Regions from separate parts of the Sus scrofa genome. Here all the other regions are linked to region 4. A link is a contact called in public Hi-C data. All regions are on one chromosome and are shown on one strand. The core of a region is the stretch at or near the end of the contact, and the rest is flanking DNA. Distances in the headings are between cores, read along the strand shown.

The links. A called contact is a pair of places that touch in the nucleus more often than the background predicts.
Region 1: a Hi-C map of subcutaneous adipose tissue shows a contact between it and region 4, with 1.5 times the contacts expected there. A contact is called at or near these places in 1 of 5 promoter capture datasets (liver), 16 of 47 Hi-C or Micro-C datasets (alveolar macrophages, blood, embryonic fibroblasts and 6 more) and 2 of 2 datasets of targeted methods (alveolar macrophages and skeletal muscle).
Region 2: a Hi-C map of liver shows a contact between it and region 4, with 2.9 times the contacts expected there. A contact is called at or near these places in 2 of 5 promoter capture datasets (fetal liver and liver), 7 of 47 Hi-C or Micro-C datasets (alveolar macrophages, embryonic fibroblasts, epiblast stem cells and 3 more) and 2 of 2 datasets of targeted methods (alveolar macrophages and skeletal muscle).
Region 3: a contact with region 4 is called in a Hi-C map of subcutaneous adipose tissue, with 1.6 times the contacts expected there. A contact is called at or near these places in 2 of 5 promoter capture datasets (fetal liver and fetal skeletal muscle), 8 of 47 Hi-C or Micro-C datasets (alveolar macrophages, blood, embryonic fibroblasts and 4 more) and 2 of 2 datasets of targeted methods (alveolar macrophages and skeletal muscle).

The regions. Positions count from the first base shown.
Region 1 is chr3:19,631,025-19,633,977 of Sscrofa11.1, reverse strand. All of the region lies in intron 2 of NSMCE1 (non-structural maintenance of chromosomes element 1 homolog), which reads right to left. Among named protein-coding and RNA genes, the nearest start is that of NSMCE1, 23 kb to the right of the region's middle.
Region 2 is chr3:19,608,292-19,611,156 of Sscrofa11.1, reverse strand. It overlaps NSMCE1 (non-structural maintenance of chromosomes element 1 homolog), which reads right to left and starts at 1,361. Exons shown (of 8, transcript XM_021086448.1): 1 at 1,259-1,361. The coding sequence starts at 1,358.
Region 3 is chr3:19,521,601-19,524,405 of Sscrofa11.1, reverse strand. No RefSeq gene overlaps it. Among named protein-coding and RNA genes, the nearest start is that of IL4R, 29 kb to the left of the region's middle.
Region 4 is chr3:19,570,320-19,573,260 of Sscrofa11.1, reverse strand. It overlaps a transcript of IL4R not described here. Among named protein-coding and RNA genes, the nearest start is that of IL4R, 20 kb to the right of the region's middle.

The DNA.
Region 1 (2,953 bases), core at 143-2,642, 61 kb before region 4:
CGCCCTAAAACCCACGACGACGTTGCCTGAGTGACACGGGGCCAGACATCTGCAATCCCTATCAGTTCAGTAAACTAAACCTACCCATCAGCCACTCCCCTGACCAGAGGTCTACCGGCCAGCACTTTTGGCAGGGCCGACCCTTCATCGTGATGGCACTGAGGCAGGACAGAGTCCAACTTAGCGGGGGAGTCATCACAGAAAGCCAGACCGCTCTCAGCAGAGCTTTACTGCTGAGGTTGTCCAAGTGCAGTTCGTTTCCACCTCGGAGAAGAGGCGGGCCGGCTAACACTGAGATGCCTGCCGGCCCCCGCCCTGCCCCCCGGGGAACCACGAGGAGCTGAGGAAGGGCTGCGGGGAGCAGCTCTGCTGTGTGCCTGTGCCGAAGCTTCTCCCAGGCTCATCTGAGCAGGGCCTATGGAGGCTGACGAGCCAGGTGCCCACAGAGGCCAGGCGGGGAGTAGAGAGGTGGACAGCAGCGGTCACAGAGGGTGAAGTGAAGAGGGGTGTCCCATTGACAGAGGCATGGCTCTTCCGGTCTAGCCACGTGCCTACTATTTGGATTTTTATCAGCAATCTCCTGGTACTTGTTTTTTTTAAACATGGTAATTAACACTATAATCTAGCCACGCTTGTACGTGAGATCCCAATGATACTCTACCAGTTTTCTTTTTTTTTGTTTTTTGTCTTTTTAGGGCTGCACTCGCGGCATAGGGAAGTTCCCAGGCTGAGGTCCAATCAGAGGTGTAGCTGCTGGCCACAGCCACAGCCACGCGGGATCAGAGCCACGTCTGCGACCTATACCACAGCTCACGGCAACGCCGGATCCTTCACCCACTGGGCAAGGTCAGAGATTGAACCCTCATCCTCATGGATACTAGTCGGGTTCGTTAACCACTGAGCCACGACAGGAACTCCAGTTTTCAAATTCTGATGTGGGCTGAAACCTTGCCATAAAGAGATTATGGAGGCCACTCTGTCCCCTGACGAACCAGATAAGGAGGGGCTGTGGTTTCTCACAGAGGCTGGACAGTGAACAACTCAAAGGAACAGGCTGTGTCACACTCACTCTTCGGAGAGACTGAATTCACAAACACATATCAAAACAGGACTCTGACTCACAATCTGCAACCCAGCAACCAGCTCAGGGAGCCACCCTTTATCTCAACTGACCAGCCCACAAAGCCAGCCTGCCACCTGCAAGTCAGACTGGTAGGCAGTCAGACCACTATTTCTAGCAACCGATCCAGGAAACAAACAATAATCCCTGTAAATAATCGGCTCAAAAATGACCAAGTCTTGATTACTAATTGACAGCACCCCTAATTCTTGTCCCTGCTTCCGACTTAGGACCAATCAGAGAAAGGCAGGTTCGCTCCCCTAACCAATCACAGGACGTCCTGCTTCTAGATAGCCCGCCTCCAGCTTCCCAGGGCTGATGGCCTCCAATCAGGACACAGCGGGAGCCTCGCCTTTTCTCCGCTGTAGAGCTTTTCCACTCCTCTGCCTGCCGTCAAGTCTCCAAAACCCAAGCAGAGGCAGTCCTTGCTCGAGCAAGCTCTGAACAAACAGCCCTCGTCTGTTCTCGTTTGGGTGGTCTTCGCTATGGCCACACTTTGTACGCGTGGGGCTTGTTAGGAAGGTGGCTGGATGGCTTGTGCAGGCCTGCGGGGTCGTCGGAAGGATGGCTCTGGCCACTTCTATCAGGTCACTGCACCTTTCCTCTGAGTCCCCAGCAACCTGCCCCTGGAGTATGAAGCAGCCTCCTATGGTCTCCCTGACTTGTCCTCCACCTGCAGCCAGGCTGGGGCTGGGCACCCCCACCTCCACCCCCGCATCACCTTCCCCAAACCAGAAGCCAACCAGTGGCTCCCCTCACCCACACCTGCACTGCGGGGCGGCCCCCTGGCTGTACACGCAGCTGGCGCCGGCTGTTTCTGTCACTCACACCCATCTCAGCACCTGCACTCGTGATCTCCTTCCGGAGGATATGGGGACCACACTTTCTGGATTCTCTGAGAATATCCCAGCCTCAGATTCAGCCTTGGAGTTCCCACTGTGGCGCAAGGGGATCGGCGGTATCTGGGGAGCACCGGAAGGTGGGTTCGATCCTTCAATCCTCGGCCCAACACAGTGGCTTAAGGATCTGGCGTTGCTGCAGCTGCAGCTTAGGTCATGACTGTGGCTCCGATCTGACCCCTGGCCCGGGAACTAACTCCATAGGCCACTGGGCAGCCAAAAAAAAAAGCGGGGGGGGGACGTGGCCTTATGGGCTACATGACAATTTCCATCACACGACCCACGACCTCATGGATCTTCTGAGTCAGCACACCTGCCCCCCAGCCCCAGAATGTGCAAGGAGATGATAAGGCCAGGGACCCACTAGGAAGGGAAGGGCGCGCAGGGAACTGGTAGCAGGAAGTACTCTGTGCCAGGTACTTCACACAAGTTCCCTGTTTAATCCTCACAGCTTTTCCATGAGGTAGATAAGACTTCCTTTATAAAACAGAAAGCTGAGACTCAGGAAAGGAAAAAAAAAACAAATACACTCTCCTAAGTCCCTGATTTGAACCCAGGTCTTCAGGCCGTTCCCACCCCTGCCAGTGGTGCGTCCCCTCCCAACTGAAGAGTCCCCGCCCCTCCCAACCCTCCTCCAGCTGCACACACAGCCAGCCCTGTGGTCAGGATCCAGCACAAAGTGCATTCCAGACCCGATGATGTCCACACGCGGGAGAGTGTGAAGAACGCAGGGGTTGTACTTGCCAGGGCCGTCCAGCCTTGGCTTCCTGAGCCGCAAAGTCATCAAGGGGGCGCTGCGACTTGGGACACAGCGAGTCCCTCAAGAGCCAGAGATGCGAAAGCAACACTTTTGCTTCCTCCGTGGTTGCAGGGCTTCCAGAGCCCAAAGACTCCTGGCTGAGCACGTCACAACTGCCTGTTGTGAAATTCTGTA
Region 2 (2,865 bases), core at 112-2,611, 38 kb before region 4:
TACCTACCCAAATTATTATTTTATTCATTTTTTTTACAGCCACACTCGTGGCATATGGACATTCCCAGGTAGGGGTCGAATCAGAGCTGCAGCTGAGGCCTACACCACAGCCACAGCCACACTGGGTCCGCGCCGTACCTACGACCTACACAATGCTGGATCCTTAAACCACTGAGCAAGGCCAGGAATTGAACCTGCATCTTCGCTGGTCTGGTTCTTAACCTGCTGAGCCACCAGGGGAACTCCTAGGTACCCAAATCATTTAAAAATAGAATGTCTGCAGAACAAGCAAACCTCAAATAGAACCATCTGTGCCAAGAGCGAGATATATATGTGCATGCTTCCTGTGCACAGTCCTATTTAATCCTCCCCAGAACCTTATGAGGAAAGCATTACTGACCCCATTTTTCAGATGAGGAAACAGAGGCTGAGAGGGCACAAGGCCACACAGAGTTAGTGATGGAGACAGGGAGTGACCATACAAAAGCATGGTTAGAAACTGCCACACCCCCAGTACAAACAAGGGCAAAATATGAGTGGATCAACAAAATTATGATTCCAGGTTTTACGTGCAACGCTTAAATCTAAAAAGTTCTCAAAAACAAATCCTTTAAGTTTGAAAACCCCATCTGGCTTCAGGTGAGACTATTCATGCTTGTTGTTTACCTTCTTACTGGGAATATGCATCTATTCAGCTGTGAAAAAAAAGTAATGTATCTGATGACAAGACGCTGCCGGAGACCCCAAGGAAGATAGGACAGGACATATAATATATGCCCCAAATTACCTTTCGAGAATCCTAGAAATTCGGGATTGTGAACACATCTAGCCTCGGAGCTTTAAAATAAGGGGCTGTGGACTTGTACAAAGAAGTTGTGGACCCCAAAAAGAGAAGCCCAGAGTCGGTGAGCCTGACAGGGTAGTCAACGAAAGCCGTATTTTACGTATTCAGTTTAGAGAGAATTCTAATGCTTTCTCAGCTAATATTAGGATGTAAATTACCTAATATTACGATTTTAAAATGTCTGTGGGTGAGGGACTAGGTTCCGGTTTACCTGCCTCTGCAGCCCCTCTCAGGGCCTCAGTTTCCCCATCAGGAAATGAGAAACCGCGGCCCCCCGGCCCCCGAGGCCACACTGCGACACAGCATCGGGCCGACCCCCGGGGCCTGACCCCCACCTGCCGCCCGCCCCTCGCCTTCCCGGACAACTCTCTTCCTTCCCCGTCAGCCTCGCGCCCCCGCGGCCCGATTACCCACCGCGGCGCCCAAGCGCAGCCCACACTGCCGGCGGCGTTAGCAAAAAGGTGGGCTCGGCCCCTCCTTCGGGGCGGGGCGAAAGCAGTCGGGGCACTACCATTGGTGGTTCTTGCAGATTCGCTCCTCCCATCAGGTGACGCACTTCCTGTTCTCCCGTTGCCATGGTGCCGGGGAATCCGCCAGTTAGGGCAGGGGTAAGCGCATCCCACGCGGGTCACGCCCTGCACCTTACTGGAAAGGGCTTCCGCTTTTCGTCCTCCGCCTCCTGCCCGGCAGCTACCCCCCACGCGGTGAAAAGAGGAAGACCAAGAATGGAGCCTTAGTGTGACCGATTCCGTGGGCACAGCTTAGTGCCTCAGTTTCTCCATTTATAGAACTGACAGAGCCACTTCACCATCAAGAACGAGGCTTCTGGGAGTTCCCGTCGTGGCGCAGTGGTTGACGAATCCGACTAGGAACCGTGAAGTTGCAGGTTCGATCCCTGCCCTTGCTCAGTTGGAATAACAATAATAGTCCCTATGGGGGAATCCCCTGTAGCTCAGCAGACCTGAATCTGACTAGTATCCATGAGGACACAGGTTCCATCCCTGCCCTTGCTCAGTGGGTTAAGGATCCCGGTTGCATGAGCTGTGGTGTAGGTGGCAGATGCAGCTCAGATCCCGGGTTAGTGTGGCTATGGCATAGACCAGCGGTTACAGCTCTGCTATGATGCGGGGGCGGGGCGGGGCGGGGCGGGGACTAAAAAGCGAAATAATAATAGTCCCTATGAAATAATGTATTTCGAAGGTTGTTTTGTCTTTTTTTCTTTTTCTTTTTTTTTTTTTTTTTTTTTTTGGTCTTTTTAGGGCCGCACCCGCGGCATATGGAGAGTCCCAGGCTAGCGGTCTAATCGGACCTGTCTGCCGGCCTATGCCAGAGCCACAGCAACGGCATATCCAAGCGGCGTCTGCAACCTACACCACAGCGGGGGATCTTTAAGCCACTGAGCGAGGCCAGGGATCGAACCTGCAACCTCATGGTTCCTAGTCAGATTCGTTTCCACAGCGCCAGGATGGGAACTCCTGTTTTGAAGTCTTTTAAACACACATGGAAGTACTGATTAAATGTTTACTGCTTTCTTACATAAGGTTTGTTGTGAGAAGTAAATGCAATTAACAGACGTGAGCGAACTGTTCGGAGTCTCCAGGACACTTTACGACGTTTGTATTCCAGTCCCTAGTCTGAGAGCTGGCTGAACAGACTAGCAGGGGCCACAGGTAACGGGTGACTTATTATAGACCAGTAGAAAGTACAAGTATCAATCTCTGTGATGATAGCTTTAAGTCCTTACTTGGCTGGTTACCATTCCTGTGATCTTGGACAATATCTCAACCTCTCTGGACCTCACCTGCTGAGGGGGGTAAGAAGCAGAGTGGTGGCTAAAAGCTTGAATTCCATAACTAGACCGTCTGGATTTGAAACCTGGTTCTTAAACTCAGAATCTGTGCAACCCAGGCTTCTCTGTTTTCTCCATAGATTCGTGAACTGCCATTCTGCAGAATAAAGGGGCTGGGAAGATGCTAGCAGATTGAGGGGAGTCAAAAGGTTTGGAACAGATTCCGAAGGGG
Region 3 (2,805 bases), core at 61-2,560, 49 kb after region 4:
GGAGCACTGGGACAAAGGTTCAGTCCCTGGTTGGGCACAGTGGGTTAAGTATCTGGCATGGCTACAGCTGCAGCGTCGGTTGCAACTGCGGCTCAGCTTGGGAACTCCGTATGCCTCAGGGTGGCCAAAAAAACCCCAACCCAAACCCAAACCTCATATATATATGACATACATGTATTATCTCCCGGCTAGCCCCTTCCTCTTGGAACAGATCTGCATACTTATCTGAGAGGCTGTGTCCTGGGCTATGTAGTTCTCAGTAATTTCCCTGAATAAAACGTAATTCTCAACTTTTAGGTTGGGCAGTTTTGTTTTGTTTTTCAGTTGATGCTCCAGACCTTGCGGGTAAGCCCTGAAGGCTCCCGATTCCTGCCATTGGTTGATTCTAGCAAGGGAGCGTCCCAGCCCGTACCTTCCTTCAGTCCCCAGGCTCTCTGGCTTATACCTACGTCTTTGTGGTCAGGACTTACCCGTACGAGACCTGGCAATTCACTCTATTTTTTTGTTGTTGTTGTTTGTTTGGTTTTGTTTTTCTTTTTAGGCACGGCATATGGGGGTTCCCAGGCTAGGGGTCCAATTGGAGTTACAGCTGCCGGCCTGTGCCACAGGCATAGCAACATGGGATCCACATCTGAGACCTACACAGCCGCTCACGGCAATGCCAGATCCTTAACCCACTGAGCGAGGCCAGGGATGGAACCCGCATCCCCATGGTTAGTCGTCGGGTTTGTTAGCCGCTGAGCCACAACGGGGAACGCCATAATTCATTCCTTTATAAACAATTATTGTGTTAAGTACTCCCTGAGAGCAATTGTGCAAACAAAAATAAAATTTTCAACACTTATCGGGTCCAATCAATCAAAGATTTATTTTAGATTCTAGGGAATCTGAAAAAAAATAAAAGAGAGAGAACGCTGATTCAAAGAAGAACAAGTGTAGCAAGGGATTGAGAGCAAAACAGCTGAGTATCTAGAATTAGGCTAGAACCCTTTCATGCTCTCCAATAAGGGGCGCTAGCCACAGGGGGCTACTTTAGCGCTTGAAATATGACTCGTGTGACTGAGGAACGGATTTTTTAATTTTATGGCATTAATTAACATTTAAATTTAAACAGCCCCAAGTGGCTGGTAATTACAGTATTGGACAGTACAGGGCTAGATCGTTATAGTCCAATGTACAACTTTCTCAGCGTGGAGGGGAGAGGAGACGGTCTGGAAAGATGAAAGGAGCGAAGAGGGACAGACAGTATCCAGCGTTTGTCTCCAAAGCCACAGAGGGGGCGGGGCTCGTGGGTCAGACGGGTCCAGCGCCGGACCAATCCCCGACCGAGGAGGACGTAGGCGGCAGGCGTGGGCGGAGCGAGGTGCCGGCAGTCTGGAGTGGAGTTTCCCAGCACTCCCCTCGGGTATGGACCAGAGATGTGAAGGCCAGGAGGGGTACCCCGGGGGCAGCAGGGCTGTGTCAGCAAAGCCTCAGCAGAAACCGGGAGACCTCCAGAGACGCTGAATTCAGGGTTCCCAGCCCCCCTTGGTGCCCCAACCCCGCACACCGCAGCCTCGATTTTACAAAGATTGTTCCAGGGGTGCCGGCGGCAGGGTGGTAATTGTTTCCACTGCAGGTTTGTGTGTGTGTGTGTGATTACTACATTGGCACGTGCCCACCTTCTCTGATTCAGAGAAAATCTAAAGGGATAAATAGGAAAGTGAAAACCACCGGAAATCCCATCCCCCGCCTCATCATCTGGCATCGTGGGCTGTCCCCAAAATGTATGTTTGTTTTTGAAGGTGTATCTCGTTAACATCCTGTTGAATAACTTTTCTGACAGTATTTTCCCACGGAGGTTATTAATTAAAAAAAAAAAAAAACCCAAAAAACAAAAAACCCCACAACCACCAAGAAATTTCTGAGTCCCCGCTGCAAGGGAGGCATGACCTCACTGGAGCCTCACAGCAGCCAGAGTCCACTGTCTGAGACTTTTCTGTGATGTACCCTGACTCCTCATCACCTTTGTCTGCCATTTGCCTGTTTTTGTGGCTTTTTTTTTGTTTGTTTGTTTGTTTTTCTTTTTTGGGGGGGTCTCTTTAGGGCCACATCCTTAACATATGGAAGTTCCCAGCTAGGGGGTCAAATCAGAGCTGTAGCTGCTGGCCTACACCACAGCTCGGGGATCCTTAACCCACTGAGCGAGCCCAGGAATGGAACCCATGTCCTCATGGATACGAGTCAGGTTTGTTACCCCTGAGCCATGGCAGGCACCTATTTGCCTGGATTCTTATACCCCTTTTACAGGTGAGAAAACTGAGACTCAGAGAAGCAAGGGCTCTGCCTGGGTTTGAACGTGCCTTTGCCAATTCAGAGCTGTGTGACTCTGGGCCTCCGTTGCCTCCCCATCAAAGGTGGATAAGAGAAGTACCCTGCAGCCCACAGGTGTGGGATGAAGAGCAGATGTCTTGATGGCTGAAGGCCAGGCAGCACCCGGCCGCTCTTGTGGTCAACCTGCCTGAGCTCCGTGACAACAACAGGACAGTGCCAGATCTTCCTCAAAATCCCGCCCTTTACTGCTTTATTGAAGAACAGAGGACTTCTGGCCAATGGAGAGCAGATTGGCTGGAGGCCAGCTCCTTGGTCCCTGCTGCCCCCTAGTGGCCACTCCATTAGGTTCCAGCGCCTGCCTCTGCGCCCCCGGAGGTGCCACGCCCAGAAAACTAAGCCGGGGAGAATGCCACCCTCCCCCCCTCCACCTCTTTTTCACCTCTGCCTTTATCCTCCATCCTCTCCAGCCCCTGGCAAAGGGCTAGACACACA
Region 4 (2,941 bases), core at 366-2,865:
ATATGGCCTAGGTGGCCTTGCCTAGGAGTGACAGATGCAGGAGCTTGCACCTGCTTCCCTTCCCAACGTGTGTTCTTTCCCACTGTGCCACTTCGCTGGGGTGACCGAGAGGGACGTCTTTCGGACTGTTTCTCAGGACCGTGGAGACAAGCCTAGTCTTGTTTGACCCGATCTCCCTTGGCTCCACTGGGAGAGAGGCTGGCAGCTGGCTTAGGTGTTGCACGAACTTGGTTCTTGCAAGCAGTGGAGGCTGGAGGATCCTGGAGAGGCAGGGGGACCCAGCGTCAGATGGGCCGTATCCCCCTCTGTTGCTTTGCTTCCTGCCAAGTCCTTCTTCTCTGCGTCGGGGGCAGAGAGAAGGCTTGAAGACAGGGGCCCCAGGTTCCAGGGTGGCCTTGCTGCTTTTCCTACCTGTGGGCTCTGGGGGAAGTTGCTTAACGTCTCTGAGGTTCAGTTTGCTCGTCAGTAAAAATGGGTGTTGGGGGCGCGGTCTGGGTGAATGTTGTTTTGGAGGTACCTTGCCTACAGCTCCGCGATTGCTGTCTCTCCCCAGTTAGGACCTCACAACCGGCACCGCTGGCTTCCTCATTCATTTCTTCATCGGATGTTTACTGGGCATCTGTGTGCCAGGCATGGTGCCAAGTGCTACTGGGAGAGCACTGGCCAACGTCCTTACCCACCTGGACTTTTTTTTTTTTTTTTTTTTTTTTTTTGCTATTTCTTGGGCCGCTCCCACGGCATGTGGAGGTTCCCAGGCTAGGGGTCGAATCGGAGCTGTAGCCTCTGGCCTACGCCAGAGCCACAGCAATGCAGGATCCAAGCCGCGTCTGCAACCTACACCTCAGCTTACGGCAACGCCGGATCGTTAACCCACTGAGCAAGGGCAGGGATCGAACCCGCAACCTCATGGTTCCTAGTCGGATTCGTTAACCACTGCGCCACGACGGGAACTCCCCGGACTTTGACTTCTAGGGCAGTACACAGACATCCTCAGCTCTGCATCCCTTATCTATTATTTGAAATCCATAAGCTCCGAAAACCAGAAGTGCTTTCAGCACTCACTTGGAAGCAAGACCTGATGTGAACTAAATGTGAAGCCCTTTGGAGTCTTTTTTTGGTTTGTTTTTTGTTTTGGGGGGGCCACAGCCGCGGCATATGGAGGTTCCCAAGCGAGGGGTCTAAGCAGAGCTACAGCTGCCAGCCTACCCCACAGCCATGGCAACGCGGGATCTGAGCCACTCCTGCGATCTGCACCACAGCTCACGGCAACGCCGGATCCTTAACCCACTGAGCGAGGCCAGGGATCGAACCCTCAACCTCATGGATCCTAGTCGGGTTCGTTAGCCGCTGAGCCGTGAAGGGAGTCTTTATTTATTCTCCTTGGTGTGAATGCTCATGGTCTCGCTGCACAGATGCTCGTGTGATGGATCGCGGGTCCTCCTCGGGCCCCTTAGGGGGCAGGGGTGGTTCTGTTGGGGGCCGTGTTATACAAAGTGATCTTTCTCTCTCATCTGAGTAATTCTGAATTTGGAAACACGCCTGGCCCCACAGGATCTCACACAGGAAACCGTGGACCCGAGGTACCGTGTCATACAGTGACAGGGCTGGCTGGGTACAGAAGCAGAGCAGGATGAGGGTGGAGCTGGGGGAGCCTCTCCAAGGAGGGACATTTAGAAGGACAAGGTTGTAGAGGCCCTGAGGAACGGGCCAGGTGGAGGGAACCACAGAGGATGCTAGAAAAAGGTCATGTCCACCCCATCGACCCCATTTCCGGGCCTGATGCTGGTCCCCGCTGCTCTGCACGCAGAGTTCTATCTAAACGCGCACATTTTTGCCTTTCCAAGAAGTGGTGATACTTCTGAGGTTTCGGGTTTGCCTCTGACTGACTCATTCTCCTTCTGGGCACCACCCCCCTCCCCCCGGGGCCTCCTCACATCCTCGTAGATGCTTAAGAAACCCAGGGTCTTCAGCAAAGCAGGGCTGGGGGATGTGCCTCACTGCCTGCCTGGGAATGGCCACCGGCTGGGCTGGCACCTGAGCCCTGCCCCCTCCCCTAACCCTGGCTCCAGGGGAGAGAGGGAGGAAGTGGATTCTGGCAAGGTGAAGAGAAGCTTGGCATTCAAGGGTTTGGTGGAACAAATTTCCTGAAGGGAAGGAGGGTCTGAGCAGCGGCTTTATAAAGAGCCAGTTTGTAAAGCTAAAAAGTGACAGGCGTGCACAGGTCTGGAGTGCCAGCGCCGGGCTCATGGCTTACACCCAACTCAGCAAACGTGCTGAGGCTGGAAGTTCCTGTTGTGGCTCAGTGGTTAAGGAATCCGACTAGGAACAATGAGGTTGCAGGTTTGATCCCTGGCCTTGCTCAGTGGGGTAAGGATCCGGTGTTGCCGTGGGCTGTGGTATAGGTCGCAGATGGGGCTCAGATCCCACGTTGCTGTGGCTCTGGCATAGGCTGGTGGCTACAGCTCCGATGAGACCCCTGGCCTGGGAACCTCCATATGCCGCGAGAGCAGCCCCAGAAAAGGGAAAAAAAAAAAAAAAGTGCTGAGGCTGGGGGCACAGCAGTGACTGACACAGGAGCGAGGGCCTGCGTGGAACTCACCATCTAGTGGAGGAGGTGACTTTTTTTTAGTCTTTTGTCAGCTCATGGCAACGCCGGATCCTTAACCCACTGAGCGAGGCCAGGGATCGAACCCACAACCTCATGGTTCCTAGTCGGATTTGTTTCCGCTGTGCCATGATGGGAACTCCCAGGAGGAGGTGACTTTTGATGGAAGGCCTGAAAAAAAAAAAAAAAAAATGACAGGTGGAGATCTGTGGTAAAGGTGATCCTGGCAGAGGGAGAGCCAGTGCAAAGGCCCTGAGGTGTGTCTGAATCACAGCAAGAAAGCTGCTGTGGTGGGATGGAATTGAAGCAAGGTGAGGAGGGATGGGGAGAGTGTTC